Regions from separate parts of the Sus scrofa genome. Here regions 2 and 3 are each linked to region 1. The links are chromatin contacts, called in public HiChIP or PLAC-seq and promoter capture Hi-C maps. All regions are on one chromosome and are shown on one strand. The core of a region is the stretch at or near the end of the contact, and the rest is flanking DNA. Distances in the headings are between cores, read along the strand shown.

Evidence for each region. Promoter capture Hi-C pulls out the DNA fragments that hold promoters and counts their contacts. HiChIP or PLAC-seq counts read pairs in DNA pulled down with a chosen protein or histone mark.
Region 2: a contact with region 1 is called in a promoter capture Hi-C map of fetal liver, with 2.4 times the contacts expected there. The contact joins the promoter of AMT here to the promoter of APEH in region 1. A contact is called at or near these places in 1 of 5 promoter capture datasets (fetal liver) and 1 of 2 datasets of contacts at active chromatin or transcription factors (skeletal muscle).
Region 3: a contact with region 1 is called in an H3K27ac HiChIP or PLAC-seq map of skeletal muscle. The contact joins the promoter of DAG1 here to the promoter of APEH in region 1. A contact is called at or near these places in 2 of 5 promoter capture datasets (liver and skeletal muscle), 4 of 47 Hi-C or Micro-C datasets (embryonic fibroblasts, epiblast stem cells, liver and 1 more) and 2 of 2 datasets of contacts at active chromatin or transcription factors (alveolar macrophages and skeletal muscle).

What each region holds. Positions count from the first base shown.
Region 1 is chr13:32,203,739-32,208,585 of Sscrofa11.1, reverse strand. APEH (acylaminoacyl-peptide hydrolase) reads right to left here and starts at 2,719. Exons shown (of 22, transcript NM_213923.1): 1 at 2,699-2,719; 2 at 2,491-2,623; 3 at 1,879-2,005; 4 at 1,418-1,511; 5 at 1,243-1,318; 6 at 990-1,153; 7 at 686-823; 8 at 500-591; 9 at 377-417; 10 at 172-293. The coding sequence starts at 2,710.
Region 2 is chr13:31,999,635-32,004,481 of Sscrofa11.1, reverse strand. It overlaps AMT (aminomethyltransferase), which reads left to right and starts at 2,042. Exons shown (of 9, transcript NM_001244426.1): 1 at 2,042-2,430; 2 at 2,532-2,699; 3 at 3,227-3,307. The coding sequence starts at 2,341. It overlaps NICN1 (nicolin-1), which reads left to right. Exons shown (of 6, transcript XM_021068737.1): 5 at 56-160; 6 at 236-1,824. The coding sequence ends at 277.
Region 3 is chr13:32,025,971-32,030,817 of Sscrofa11.1, reverse strand. DAG1 (dystroglycan) reads right to left here and starts at 2,799. Exons shown (of 3, transcript XM_021068744.1): 1 at 1,753-2,799.

The DNA of each region.
Region 1 (4,847 bases), core at 1,470-3,969:
AGAGCACCCCCCAGGCCAGCACTCTAAGCCTCCAGGCCCACACCATCACTGCACCTGGGACAGGAGGTGCACTGAGGGGCCCAAGGGGAAACGAAGCTGTGCCTTCAGCTCTCATCTACCATCCCCTCCTCTTGTTGACCTCCCTCCACCCCCATCCCTCCCCCAGCTCACCAGGCACAACTGGCCACACTGTTGATGGGGGACCAGAGATGGGAACCGCAGGTAGACGATGCGACATTGATCTGGACTTAGCCGGGGAGATGTGACAGCCACAGACTCATCTGAGAGGAGCTCTGGACCAGACAGAAACGTGAGTACCATGCAGGCTGCCAAGGCCAGTGTGTCTCAGAGGAAAGCAGAGGTAGGTGCCACTTACCACACTTCCCCCCAGTGAGGTCTACATAGTACAGGGCTGACCTGGAACCACCAGAGAGACACTCAGCTTCATGGACAGTCTGAGCTGCAAAGCCCCCTGCCCTGCCCCTTCCATTGTCCTCACCTTCGATTGGTACAGAAGCGAATGCCCAGCCGGAAGGGCTCATGCCACCAGCCCACGAACACCACACCTGTGTCTCCAGGGGCCCAGAATGCCTGTAAACAAGACCGGGGGCAGGGGTAAACCAGGGGAGTAACTCAGGCAGGACCCTCAGACTCCAGGAATGACGTAGGCTGAGTCGCCACTGACCTGTCCAGGGGACACACTCTCAGGAACCCCCTCAAGCACAGAGATGTTGCCGCTCTCAATATCCAGCACGCAGAGCACAGGAGTACTTTTGGAAACCATGTTTTCTCCCCAATCTTCGTAAAACAAAAACTGATCCCCCTGAGAACACAAGACACTCAGGGCCTAGCCTGTCTCGCACGAGCCTGCCCTGTCCCCTACGAGACAGTGCCTCCCCAGTTCTGATAGGCACAGTGTAGGTGGAGAACATACTGGGCCCCAGGGCTGCCCTGAAGAACCTTCATGGACTGGCCATGACCATGAGCACCTTAATGGCCTGGTCTGGCTTCTTTGTCCTGGCCATCTCATCATCGCTGCCAGTGACGTCCAGGGCTTTGGTCTGAAAGAACGACTCAGCCTTGGGGCGCTTCTTCTCTGCCACATATAATAAGTGTGTCTCCGAGTGCGACCAGGACAAGCAGCCAAAGCAGTCTGGGTGCAAGAAAGGCAGATCAGGGGGAGCCCTGGGCTATGGCTGCCCCTCCTGTCTACCCTGCCTGCTCACCAGCCAGCTGCCTCACCGTCCTCATAAACCGGCCCATGTTTCTCCAGCGCTGACAGGTTGAAGCTCTTGAGCTTCCGGTTCTTCTCCCAGACCTGAGGACAGCTGGGAGTCAGGTTGTCTGTCCTCCAGCAGAGCTTTATCTGTGGATCTGAGCCCCCAGCTGCCTACCACCCGGTCCCACACAGACTTACCTCCAAAAACTGCTTCTCCTCCGCAGTGCCCGTGCCTCCAGCCTTGCGCAGCACGGCTTTCATGGTGCCTGAAGGAGACTCTCTGCTCAGCAGCCTGAGGAGGACACAGGATAACGCATCAGGACTACCTCCCACCCAGTGATAGCCCATCCTATCCCCTTACTGGCTGTAACCTCTTAGACAAGATTCTTGAGGCTGTGGCCCACATGCGTCCCTGCAGCCCTTCTAGTCCTACCATGGCAGATGCCTTGCCTCCCCTCCCTGGAGCAGGGGCTCCGGTCCTGGCCCGTCAGAAGCAAGTCTCCAGTGCTTATGACCATGTCTCTAGAGCTCCTAGTGGCAAAAAACAAGCTCCTGGCTTCCTTTCTGGGCCCTCCCCACACCAAGGCACACGGTGGGTATTCATAAAAGGCTTGCAGATGGCTGTGGCCTTGCCCACAAGCTTCCTTCCTCAAACTTACTCCCCCCGGGTCTCCACACTGTTGCCTGCAGGCCCTGCAAACACCACTGAGTCCCCATCATGGAACACCAGGTACTGGCGGCAGAATCGGATGTTCTCCATGCGTTCCAGGTCCCTCTGGGTCCACTCTGCGAGGAGAGGCATGAGACTGCTCAATTTGGCCAGTCCCAGCACAGGCTCCCCTACCCCGCCCAGAGGAAGGTCCAGCCCACCTCCCCAATCTGACTCCAGATATTCTGGGGGCAGGATGGGCAACACTTGGCTACAACTCAAGTTTAGGTCACCGGAGCCTGAGCTGACATCTTGGAGAGAAACCACTACCGCTCCTGGCATCCGCCCTAGGACCTTGAGGGGGGGTACAGTATGGGATGATGGGGGTGGGTGACCCCTACAAGACCCACACTCTGCACTCATGGGCAACATTCCAGAACACCCCCTATACACCTGTGTGCACGGCTGGGGGATGCACCCTTCCACACCCACACCCTCCAAGCCCGGTCTTCCACAAACTCGTGAGCACTGTCAGGCAGCGAGCCCTGCACATCCCCCTCCTCTCCACCCGAGTGCACGGCCCCGGAATAGGCCCGCCACCGATTCCCCGCCATACACACACCAGTGTGCACAGTCCGGTAGCGACCCCCGTACTGCGTGGTGACCTCTGGGCCCAGGCAGGCGGCGCTCAGCGCGGGCTGGCGGCTAAGGCCCCGGTACAGCGCCGCCGCCTCTTCGGGCTCGCTCAGCAGCACCTGCGCAGGGGACACAGCAGGGTCAGGCACAGCCCGGGTTGCAAAGACCACAGGAACCGCGGGCCGATCCCTCACCTGCCGCTCCATGGTTGCTCTGGGGCGCCGGGGCTAGGCAGTCAGTGCTGGCGCCCGGAAGTGAGCTCAGGGGGCGGAGCCCGCAGCGGCCCAGCCCTGCCACCCGGACCTTGCCTTGAGAGGGGCGGAACCTTCTACGAATGGGCCGGAACCGTTACCCGAGGGGCGGGGCCTAGATGGTAAGGAGGTGGGGCCTGTGGGGCAGAAGTGGGAACCGCGGCTGCAGGAGTCCTGGATGGGAGGGGCGGGAACCTTGGGGAAAGGAGCGGTCCTTTCCCGGCAGGCCAGGCTGGTGAGAGGCGGGCTGTGTGGGCCAAGCCCCGGCCAGTTACTTGGTGAGGAGAGGGGATGGTGCTGTGGAAACGGAATAAAGGCGCATATCTTTGGGGAGGGGCGAGGTCTGTGAGGAAAGACAGGGCCCAAGGGAGGTGGGGGGTGAGGCCTGACGGGGGTGAGCCCTAAGCATTCGGGGGGCGGGGACTGAGAGGGCGGCGGAGGACCGAAGGCTCTGCAGAGAGGCGGTGCGGCCGGGCGGGGCTGAGCCTAGCCCGGGTGAAGTCCAGAAAAGGAGAGGTGAGGAATGGGGCCTGAGCTGAAGCCAGATCGAAGCTATCTCCAGCAGGGATCTCCCGCAGCCAGGAACTGACTGTTGGGTCCTCCTGGTCCATTAGAAGGCAGACATTCACCAGGAGGTGCCAGGCCCTGCTCTGGAGGGGCTCCCAGGCCAATGAGAAAGGACAGAGGTGCGCTCCTGACATAGCTCGCAGAGTTCTAGGGTGTTGGGCAACGAAAGGCGGGTGCCAAATTCGCAGGGTGTTGCCTGGTTTTATCAGCCACCGCGCCTACCTCTTAAGCTATCTGCTCCTGCAGCCCTCACCCACCCGCTCAGTGGCACTTTGCTGGGGATCATGAACTGGTGGGCCTCTGTCTGCCTTCCCAGGCCTCAGGCCAAGCTCTTGAGTGCAAAGGGCCTGGTGGGGTCAGGCTCCACCCAGAACCAGAGCACTTCCTGTGGAAAGAAAAACCTGGACAGGCAGGTTCCCTCAGGACAGCAGTACTGGGCTGGGCTTATGATGGCTCAAGAGGGCAGGAGAGGCTGGCCAGCTGTCAGGCCAGCAGCGATGTCCCCTCTTCCATATACCTTGCACCTGGATGGTCTTCCACACCTCAGGGGCCTGGCTCCCTGCGCCCTGCTTTGCTTTTGACTGAGATTGGCCTGCAGCTTCCCCTTCCCCATCAACCACGTCGGGCTAGTTAAGTAAAAACAGTTTCCACTTTCTGGGGCCACCTGCATTTGTGAGCATCCAGTGTGTGCAGGACTGTTAAGGCCAGAACTGGGAGCAGATAGAGTTGCCCCAGCCACCAACCTGGGTGGAAAGTTGGAAATTAGGATGTTCATTACAGTTGTTGTTTATAACAGGAAAACTGGGAACACGGTGCCTGTCCTTGAGAACATGTGCAGTAGACTGGCTGTAAATTCACGGTGCAGCCCTCTGGAGCCCAGGCACTGGAGGATGAACATTTAAATATCTGGAATGAATGGTTAGAGATAAACAAAAGATGTTGTACTACTTTTCCTCTTTTTTGGGGGGGGTCTTTTTAGGGTTGCACCCACAGCATATGAAGGTTCCTAGGCTAGGGGTCCAACTGGAGCTACAGCTGCTGGCCTGCGACACAGGCATAGCAATGCCAGATCTGAGCTGCGTCCGCAATCTACACCACAGCTCACGGCAAAGCCAGGTCCTTAACCCACTGAGCGAGGCCAGTTATCAAACCCACGTCCTCATGGATACTAGTTGGGTTTGTCAACCGCTGAGCCACAAAGGGAAGCCCAACTTTCCGACTTTTGTTTAAAACAAGAGAAACACAAACAGGAAGGAAGGATAAACATCAAGATACTAACCTGGAGGAAGGCCAGAGATGAGGCTTCTTTTCATTTATCTGTGTTTTTAAAAATTTCAAGCAACTCTGGGTAACTTTGGTGAGGACCCATTTCTGTTCTGTGGAAGGACTAAGATTAGCAGCCATCAAGAGTTTGGGGACTGGAGTGGATACAAGGCAGTGCCTCAAGGTGTAGGGCTTGTTGGCAGCACCAGAGGGCAGCACATGCTCATTTGCCTCCTGGGAACCAGGCCTGGGAAAGCTGCTT
Region 2 (4,847 bases), core at 793-3,292, 200 kb after region 1:
CTAAGGGCACTTCTGGGGAGAGACCCATGGCCACTGACCCCTCCTTCTGGAGCAGGGTCTCCCAGACCCCAGCAGGGTATCCTCCGAGGCACAGCAGATGTGGGCGCTGACAGAGATGATCCGGGCCAGTCACACCTCCACAAGGATCGGCCGTTTTGATGTGAGTGATTGCTTCCCTCTGCTTGGCTCCTGTTGGCCTGAGTGGGTCAGATCTGATGGTCTTTTTTTTTTGCAGGTCGACGGCTGTTATGACCTGAACTTGCTCTCCTATACTTGAGTTGTGGCTCCCAGTCAAGACGTTAACCTTTTGTGCCCACGCAGGCCCAGTTTGGGCCATCAAGGGCCAAAGCATTTTCCATGTGCGTTCCAAGTGTTGCCTGCATGCCTATTCTGTCTGGGCCACATTCAGAGATTCAAGATTTTGGAGCTCACTGTTGCTTCAGCATGAGCTCCTGGAGGTGGTGCACTTTGTCCTCACCTGACTGCAACCTGAAATTCCTTCTTTTCCCTCCCTAAACACACTCTAGTTCTATTGCTCAGAATCTCCCTGTACCCTCTATCCCTCCTGGGACATTCCTGTCCAACATGATTCCTGTCTTCTGCCTGTTCCCCGGTCCTGACTGTAGTGGGCCGGAATAATCTACTAGAACATGCTTTGTCTAGCCTTGGAAGACTGCTGTAGCCTGGCCCTTGCATTTGGGAGTTTGAGGAACAAGAGCCCTATTTCTGCCTTCTGCAACCCCTAATGGTCTTCTGTTTTTTTTTTTTTTTTTTTTTTTTTAAGGGCTGCACCCGAGGTATATGGAGGTTCCTAGGCTAGGGGTCTAATCGTAGCTATAGTTGCCGGCCTATACCACAGCCACAGCAACGGGGGATCTGAGCCATGGCTGCGACCTACACTGCAGCTCATGGCAACACTGGATCCCCGACCCACTGAGTGGGGCCAGGAATCAAACCCACGTTCTCATGGGTATTAGTTGGATTCATTTCCACTGTGCCACAACGGGACTCCCCTAATGGTCTTCTTTCCCTTTGTGCTGTGCCCACAAAAAGAAAATTCCTGTCTAAACTCTTCCATTGCTTGCCCAGGGGGCCACACAAAGCTGGGAAGTTGGGCAGCCTGAGTCCCCTGTTTCCTGAATTGGCTTGGTATGTGTGTTTAAATTGGTCAGCTCATCCATTGCATTTGGGTGGGTGCCTCTGGCAAGGCCAGGGCCCGAAAATGAGTCCTGGGACTTGCCGGCCATCTGACACAGCCCATAACACATCCTTGTGTCTCTCCCAGTTTCCCCCTTCTAAAACAGCCATGCGCAGTGTGATATCAGCCTCTGTGTGGGCGCTAGGTCCAGGTGAAGTTTCTCTTTGGTGTCTTTTAGGAGGCTGAGGTTTTCTACAGCCCCAGGCCAGCAACTGAATAAGATAGGCTACTCCTCCTTATAGGAAAATTCTGTCTTTCTGGTTTTTCCTGGCTTTGCCTCTGGGGGTGGGGGTGGGGGGTGGGGGTGGATTGGCAGTATGGCAACATATGTTTGACCTGGGAAATTGATCTGGATGTTTGTGCAGCTCAGCAGCTTTCTGGGGGAAGTTCCTTCAGCTCTTACCCATTAGAATTCTTGCAGGTGATATCTGCTTGCAGGGTCATTTCCTTGGCCCCATTCGGCTTTTACTAAGAGGGTAATGATTACAGTCTTGTGCTCAGGGGGTAGAGCCCTCAGAGTGGGGGGAGGTTCCTGGGATGGCAGGGACCCTGCTTCCTGCACAGCTGTGTCCCCAGCACAGAGCCTCCTAGTGTGCTGCAAAATCAATAAATACTTGTGGAAAGCATCATTGTGTTGGTTGCCTGTGTACACCTAACAGGAGAGCTGGAGACCCTCACATGAGGCCAGGTTACTGTGGCACTCTAACTGCCAGGCTAGCTCCACCCTCCTATGCCCTCTGTCACCCTTCCCCATCCCCCCATGACCTTAAACTCCATTGTCTCAAACTGGTGATTCAGGCCTTTCAGCCCTTTACAGAACTTTGGCCCTTTGGAGGCAGGGCATTCAGCCCGGGGAGTTCTAGTCCCTAGCTCTATTACTGAGCAGCTTAACTGGCTGGCTTAACTGGCTCTGACTGCTCTTTCAGCCCTGAACAGAGGGAAGTGCCTGGGGCTATTTCCCTGAAGCTGGGAGTCAATGCACTGTTTGCTCTAAAGCCCCGCCTGCCCTTGGGGCTGCCCACTCCCTCTTCTGATCCCCCAGTGGGGGAGAGACCTGTCAAAGCAGGGCCAGGACTACATCTCCCAGAGTGCCTGTCAGAGTGGTGGCCTCTGTGCGCCGGCTGCACCAGTTGCAGGCAACAATGCAGCGGACTGTGAGCATGGTGTCCCGTATGGGCTTGCGTCTGCAGGCACTCCCCTTGTCCCTGGGCCGTCCACTCAGTTGTGCACAGGTGGGTTAGAGGGTGCTAGGGTTGGTGCCAATCTTGGAGGGTGGGAGAGGGTGAGGGCTGGGGTCTGAGGCTGTGGCGGCGCTGAGCCCAGCCGCCCGCAGGATGTGCTCCGCAGGACACCACTCTATGACTTCCACCTTGCCCATGGCGGGAAGATGGTGGCATTCGCAGGCTGGAGTCTGCCTGTGCAGTACCGGGACAGCCACGTTGATTCACACCTGCATACACGCCAGCACTGCTCGCTCTTTGACGTGTCCCACATGCTGCAGGTGAGACAGGGGGATGTGTTGGCTAGGGCTCATTCTGGCTGGGCCAGGGCTTCCTCTCCGTCCACAGTGGTGCAACCCTTGGCTTTCTTTGCTGGGTGCTGGATTCTGAGGGCAGTCCTCCCAGAACAGTTGGCGGTCTCGGGTGTAATGGATTATGGCTCCCAGTCAACTAACTCAGAGTCTCTCTTGATCATCTCCTGCCTCACCTCTCTTACTTAGTGCGTGGTGTGGCTCAGTGGCCTGGGTTTCCGGAGGCTGCCACTCATCCTCATCTACCTTTCTGGGTATTGGTTTGGTATTTCAGGAAGGTGCTGGGCCCTTCAAGTTTCCTAACTTCTCTTGAGTGTATCTTTTCTGTATTGGTGGGTATCGGGGAGTCAAAGTTGGGATTCCGCCAACTGCAAAATCAAAAGAATAATTAGGCATGTTGGCTGGGCACGACTGGTGGGAAGAGGATGCCTCTTTGCCCCATGGCCTTCCAGATTGTAGCTGCTGCATGGACTGAGGCTTTTTGATCTCTTTCCCAGACCAAGATATTTGGCAGTGACCGGGTGAAGATGATGGAGAGTCTAGTAGTTGGAGATATTGCCGAGTTAAAGCCAAATCAGGTGGGCCTCTCTTTTATTTCTGTTCCATGAATGTTCTTAGTCAAGAACCTGCAAACTGGTCTGAGTCTCTGCTTTGAGTTTGGGGGCCAGAGATGTCTCACATCTCAGGGCTTGCTTGCAGGACAGAGTCTCCAAGTCATGTCTAGACACCTGGACTTCTGCAGGGAGGGTCATATCCCATACCCACCATTTCAAGCTGGGAGGCCAGAAACCCAGGTTCATATCCTTTTCTATTCCTTTTTTTTTTGGTCTTTTTGCCATTTCTTGGGCCACTCCCGCGGCATATGGAGGTTCCCAGGCTAGGGGTCCAATCGGAGCTGTAGCCACAGGCCTATGCCAGAGCCACAGCAACTCGGGATCCGAGCCGCGTCTGCAACCTACACCACAGCTCATGGCAATGCCAGATCCTTTACCTGCTGAGCAAGGCCAGGGACCAAACCCGCAACCTCATGGTTCCTAGTTGGATTCATTAACTACTGCGCCACGACGGGAACTCTTTTTTTTCATATCCTTTTCTGTGACCTTCCATGCTACCTAACCCCTTGTAATCTAAAGTGTGGTCCCAAAACCAGCAGCTTCATCATCACATGGGAGCTTGTTAGGAACTTGGGCCACTCCAGACTTGCTGAACAGAACCGACATTTTAAACAGATCCCCAGGTGATTCATGTGATCTCTTAACCACAGGCTCTTCATCCATCCAGCAGGGAGTGTTTGGAGCATTGCTCATCGAGACAGACTTTTTTTCTGCTTTTTTGCTTTTTAGGGCCTCACCCGAAGCATATGGAAGTTTCCAGGCTAGGGGCAAATCGGAGCTACAGCTGCTGGCCTACACCACAGCCACAGCAATGCTAGGAGCCGCGTCTGCCACCTACACCACAGCTCACGGCAATGCCAGATCCTTAACCCACTGAGTGAGGCCAGGGATCGAACCCACAACCTCATGGTTCTTAGATTCGTTTCCTCTGTGCCACAACGGGAACTCTCATCCAGGTAGACTTTGAAACTTCTGTCCTGGGGTTTGGGGCACTGGGTGAGTTGTCCTAGGTCTGGGTGCGATGAAGCAGTAAGTCTTAGGTATCATGGATTAAGTGTGAGATGGGACTCTTCAGTACTGAATGGGAGGGGTGCCGAGGCCCCGTTAGATTAGGGAGGTCCCCTAAGGTGGGGAAGAGGTGAAAACTTTTTCAGTGTACAAAGATCAAAAACCTTGGGCTTGGGAGTTTCTATTGTGGCTCAGTAGAAGTGAATCTGACTAGTATCCATGAGGATGTTGTTTCAATCCCTGGCCTTGCTTAGTGGGGTGAGGATCCCGCATTGCTGTGAGCTATGGTGTAGGTTGCAGATGTAGCTTGGATTCTAAACTGCTGCGGTTGTGATGTAGGCCGGCAGCTACAGCCCTGATTTGACCCCTAGCCTGGGAACTTCCACAAGCCGCCATGGTGTGGCCCTAAAAAAAGCAAAAAAAACCCCAGCAACTAAAAAACCCCAGGGCTTGGAGTGTCCATTGTGACTCAGCAGGTTTAGAACCCAGCTAGTAT
Region 3 (4,847 bases), core at 1,550-4,049, 180 kb after region 1:
CCCACAGACCTTGAGCTGGCTCACACTAGGCATCCAACTCCCTCCTCAAATGGCTTCTCAAACTCCTTTAAGCATGCAGGCCAGGAGCTCTTATTCCTAGACTCCAAGGCAAACCAAGTTTAATTCAGCTTCTCCATATTCACACTATGCCTCCAATGTTGAATTCTTTTTTAAAAGGGGACATTCCAAAATTATGTCTCCGAACACTAAGCACAGAACAACTTGATAAAGTTATAACATCCCATCTACACCAAACTTCAAAACACCTGGTAGCACATCCAACTCTTCTTTATCTGGACTTATGTCCTATAAACACCACCCTCCCTGCACAGAGTCTGGCTTCCATGCCAGGAACCATGCCTGCTTGCTTATTTAAGGAAACAGCAGGCCCTACTCTTAACTTAGAACTCTAGGCTATAACCGAGCTGTCCCAGGCTGCAGCTCTCGCCAAAGCAAAACTTCATGCATGGTCACCATTAAAACTGGTTCTGAACTAAGTTCACAAACCTAAGAGCTTCTCAAGTCACAGAGACTAAAATATGCATTTTAAATTAGTAGTTGTTTGTATGAAATTAACTTGGAATTTATGGCAAAAGGATTCTAAACCGAGAGAGCATTTTCTCTGAAGACATTTTCCAAATATACCCGCGGGAGAATACGGTTTTCCAATACCTAATAAAAAGACGAAAAGGTAGTAGCAGGCTTCCGAAGAAACCCAAGTGTATACGTGTGTGGACGGGTGACCCCAGAGCTCTGAGTGCTCCAAGACCCAGCAGCTGTGGCACTCTTCCCTGCCTCCCGCGGGGGCTCAACGCCCCATTCTCTGGCTCTGGCCAAACTGGGCCGCGCGACCCTCTGTGGAAGCCCGGGAGGCAGTCCGCAGGTCGTACACGCCCGCGGCCGACGCGCAGGCCCCTCGCTCCCGCGAGCGCATTCCGGGCTGAGGCCTGGCCCATCACCGCGGCGCGCAGCCTGGGCCCGGACGTCGGACGCCCCCAGCCTTGGCCTGAAGGGCCGAGAACAACGGGATGGCTCTACCCCAGCCGAGCCGCCGCCTCACCCGCAAGGACGTCCGCGACCGTGTCGCCGCCCCGGGCCAAACAGCGAGCAGCAGCAGGTGTTCCTCGGAAGGCTAGGACGGCGGCGGGGGACCGGCGGCGCACTCACCGAGCCCCGGCTAGTGGGCTGCAGCAGGTGCTCGCTCTTCCGGGCCGCAAGACTCCGTCGCCTCTCCCCGGGGACTCGGAGCAATGCTGCCGCTGCCGCTGCCGCTGCCGCTGCCGCGCCGCCGCCGCCGAGCCCAAGGAGCGCGAGCGCCGCACCGCAGCCTCAGCGCGAGCACGTACCGAGCGGTGAGAGGGCGCCGAGCGCGAGGGCGGGGCGCGCGGCCGGAGCCTAGCAACCCCCTGACACGCGAGTGCTGCAGCCAATCCCGCGGCCAGCTCCGTGCGGCGCCGACCGACAGTCCCCGCGACGCCCGCTTCTGCCTGCGTCGGCCGCCCCGCAGAGCGCCGCACCCGCGCAAAGGCTCCGCCCCCGCCCGCGCCAGCGTCGCTCTGCCTATTGGCCCGCCACGCCCCCACCCGAAAAGACACGCCCCATCCTGGAAATCCCGCCCCGCGGCGAGCCAAGTCCGCCCCTAGAACACGCCCCAAGCTGTCCGCGTCTCGGGGAGCTCTCAGACCTGGGAGCGGGGGAGGGGCGCCGCGCCCAACCTCAGGCATTTGAGCCGCTGAGAATCATCCAACCTACCCGGGTGGTCAGGCTTAATGACTGGCCCTGCCGCAACTAGCCATCCATAGACTGCCTTTGGCCCTGCTGATTTCTCTCTAACGCAGATCAGGTACTTCTAAGCCAAGAAAACACTCAGGAAGCGTCCTCTAAATTGCAAACGATGATGGCCCGGTTGCCCGCCTCCTATACTAATGAGGAAACTGAGGCGAGGACCGGAAGGGCAGGGAGCCGCGCCCCTCTCCGGGTGCCCCCAGCAGGCGGGGGCGTCCAGGAAGTGGCTCGGGCCTGACCCTCGTCCCCTCCTCCTGCCCTCAACACCCGGAATCCGATGCTCCTCAGGCGCCAGAAATAGCTCTGACCCGCTGGCTCTGGTCACTCACTCAAGGCCCGCATTCTTTCAGGGGGTGGGGGGAAGAAAGGCGGGTAGTTACTGCTGAGGTCTGTCTCCCTTAAAGGGGAGGCTCCTACAGACGCTCTCACTGTCCCTAGGGCTTACCTAGCCACCCCCCCACACCTCAAAGGCCTCAGATGCTTCAGTTACTAGACCTGAACAATTACTCAACGGGTCGGGGTATGGGACCTGTGGTGGACTCTGTTCCCTGTGCAGAATGTGTCCATCCCTTCCTGGGCCTGTGGCCAGGCTGGAATTCCAGGCCCGCACTCTTGTCAGCTATTACATTCTGAACACAGAATTGGCTACTGCCTGCCAGAGGTTGCTCATGGGATCCTGGTGGAACTGGGTTTCCCCTGCTTTCTTCCTCTCCTTAGGAAAGACTGGGAGAAGCAGACTCCAGAGAGAGAAAAAATGAATGCCCCGGAAGTTCCCCTTTAGGCTCAGCAGAAACGAATCCAACTAGTGAATCCAACTAGTATCCGTGAGGATGCAGGTTCTATCAGTGAGTGTGCTATCCTGCTTTACTGTGAGCCATGTTATAGTCACGGACAAGGCTCAGATCCGGTATTGCTGTGGCTGTGGCGTAGACTGACAGCTGTAGCTCTGATTTGACCCCTAGCCTAGGAACTTCCATATGCCACCAGTGCGGCCCTAAAAAGCAAAAAAAAAAAAAAAAGAATGACCCATCTCCCAAATGCACATACCTGTTTGCGATTCTTTTACTTTTCTTATTAGGGCCACAACTGCAGCATATGGAAGGGTTTGAATCAGAGCTGCAGCTGCCAGACTACCCCACAGCCACAGCAACACCTGATCCAGTCTCATCTGCAACCTCCACAGCAGCTTGTGGCAACACCAGATCCTTAACCCACTGAATGAGGCCAGGGATCAAACCTGCATCCTCATAGATTCTAGTCAGGTTCATAACCCTTGAGCCACAATGGGAACTCCCTGTGATATTTTTTTTTAGGCCTCACCCTAGCATATGGAAGTTCCCAAGCTAGGGGTGGAATCAGAGCTGCAGCTACTGGCCTACACCATACCCACAGCAATGTGGGATCCAAGCCTCATCTGTGGCCTATACCATGGCTCATGGCAACACTGGATCCCCAACCCACTGAGCAAGACCAGGGATCGAACCTGCATCTTCATGGATACTAGTCAGATTCATTTCCACTGCACCATGATAGGAACTCCTTCCCTTTGATTCTTTAAACTTAAATTCATGGGCTCCAAACTTCATACAGACCAGAAAAAGAAGTAAAGACTAAGGAAAATCCACAAAAAAAAAAAAAAAAAAAAAAAGGGGAGTTCCCGTCGTGGCGCAGTGGTTAACGAATCCGACTAGGAACCATGAGGTTGCGGGTTCGATCCCTGGCCTTGCTCAGTGGGCTAACGATCCAGTGTTGCCATGAGCTGTGGTGTAGGTCGAAGACACGGCTCGGATCCCGCGTTGCTGTGGCTCTGGCGTAGGCTGGCGGCTACAGCTCCAATTCGACCCCTAGCCTGGGAACCTCCATATGTCGTGGGAGCGGCCCAAGAAATGGCAAAAAGACAAAAAAAAAAAAAAAAAAGACTAAGGAAAATCCCCAAATCATTCTTTAGATATTAAAACTTTAAAAAATCCAGCTCTGGGAGTTCCCGTCGTGGTGCAGTGGTTAACGAATCCGACTAGGAACCATGAGGTTGCGGGTTCGGTCCCTGCCCTTGCTCAGTGGGTTAACGATCCGGCGTTGCCGTGAGCTGTGGTGTAGGTTGCAGACGCGGCTCGGATCCCGCGTTGCTGTGGCTCTGGCGTAGGCCGGTGGCTACAGCTCCGATTCAACCCCTAGCCTGGGAATCTCCATATGCCGAGGGAGCAGCCCAAGAAATAGCAACAACAACAACAACAACAAAAAGACAAAAGACAAAAAAAAAAAAAAAAAAAAAATCCAGCTCTGAAATTTAGCTTCTTTGAAAAGGCTAAAAATGCAGAAAATTATGAGTTTCTAAACAAAATACATTCTTTCATTCACTCCTTCAACTTACAGCGTGTCCTCCCCTCCCCCAAACATACACCAGACACTGCTTTGCAGCCCTAAATTCTGCTGGGGATTTTAGTGTCTGACTGTACAATTATATGTAAATGTTCTTCCAAAACAAAAGACAGCAGTGAGCACAGACCTCATCCTTCTTACCATCTACACAGAAGCTACTGCTCTTTAGTCCTCATTGACCATCCATGGATGCTAGAGTGACTCCCCTTCATTTTTGGCATTGGTCTTGCTAGATGAGACACCATGCCTCAATCTGGCCTCCAGGGACCCAGCACCACATGCCCAAGCTTCCCTAGAGCTCTAGCTAAGGGAAGGTCTTTACCTCAACTACTTAGTGCCAAAAGGTGGGGTAGGATCTTCTTAGTCCTAGGAGGAGGGGAGCAAAAACCAGAGTTTGCCTGAAGCTCTCACAGCAAAATCCTTCCAGTCTCTGCCTCTCTAGGTTTGGGACTCAATTGGAGATGCTATGGTCTGAGCCTCAGGCTGGCCCCAATGCTCACCTGCTCCTGCAACCTTCCAGCCTTGGCACTTCCCTCCCAGGCCAGAACAACTGTGAGTTCTGGGCCTCATTGGTGGCTTCCTTTTTTGTCTAGAATTGGGGTTTCCACAACCCTCTGTTCCTTCAGGCCCTAGAAGGCAAGAGGCCTGAATGGCCAGAGTTGGACCAGCCTTTTGGGGCCTAA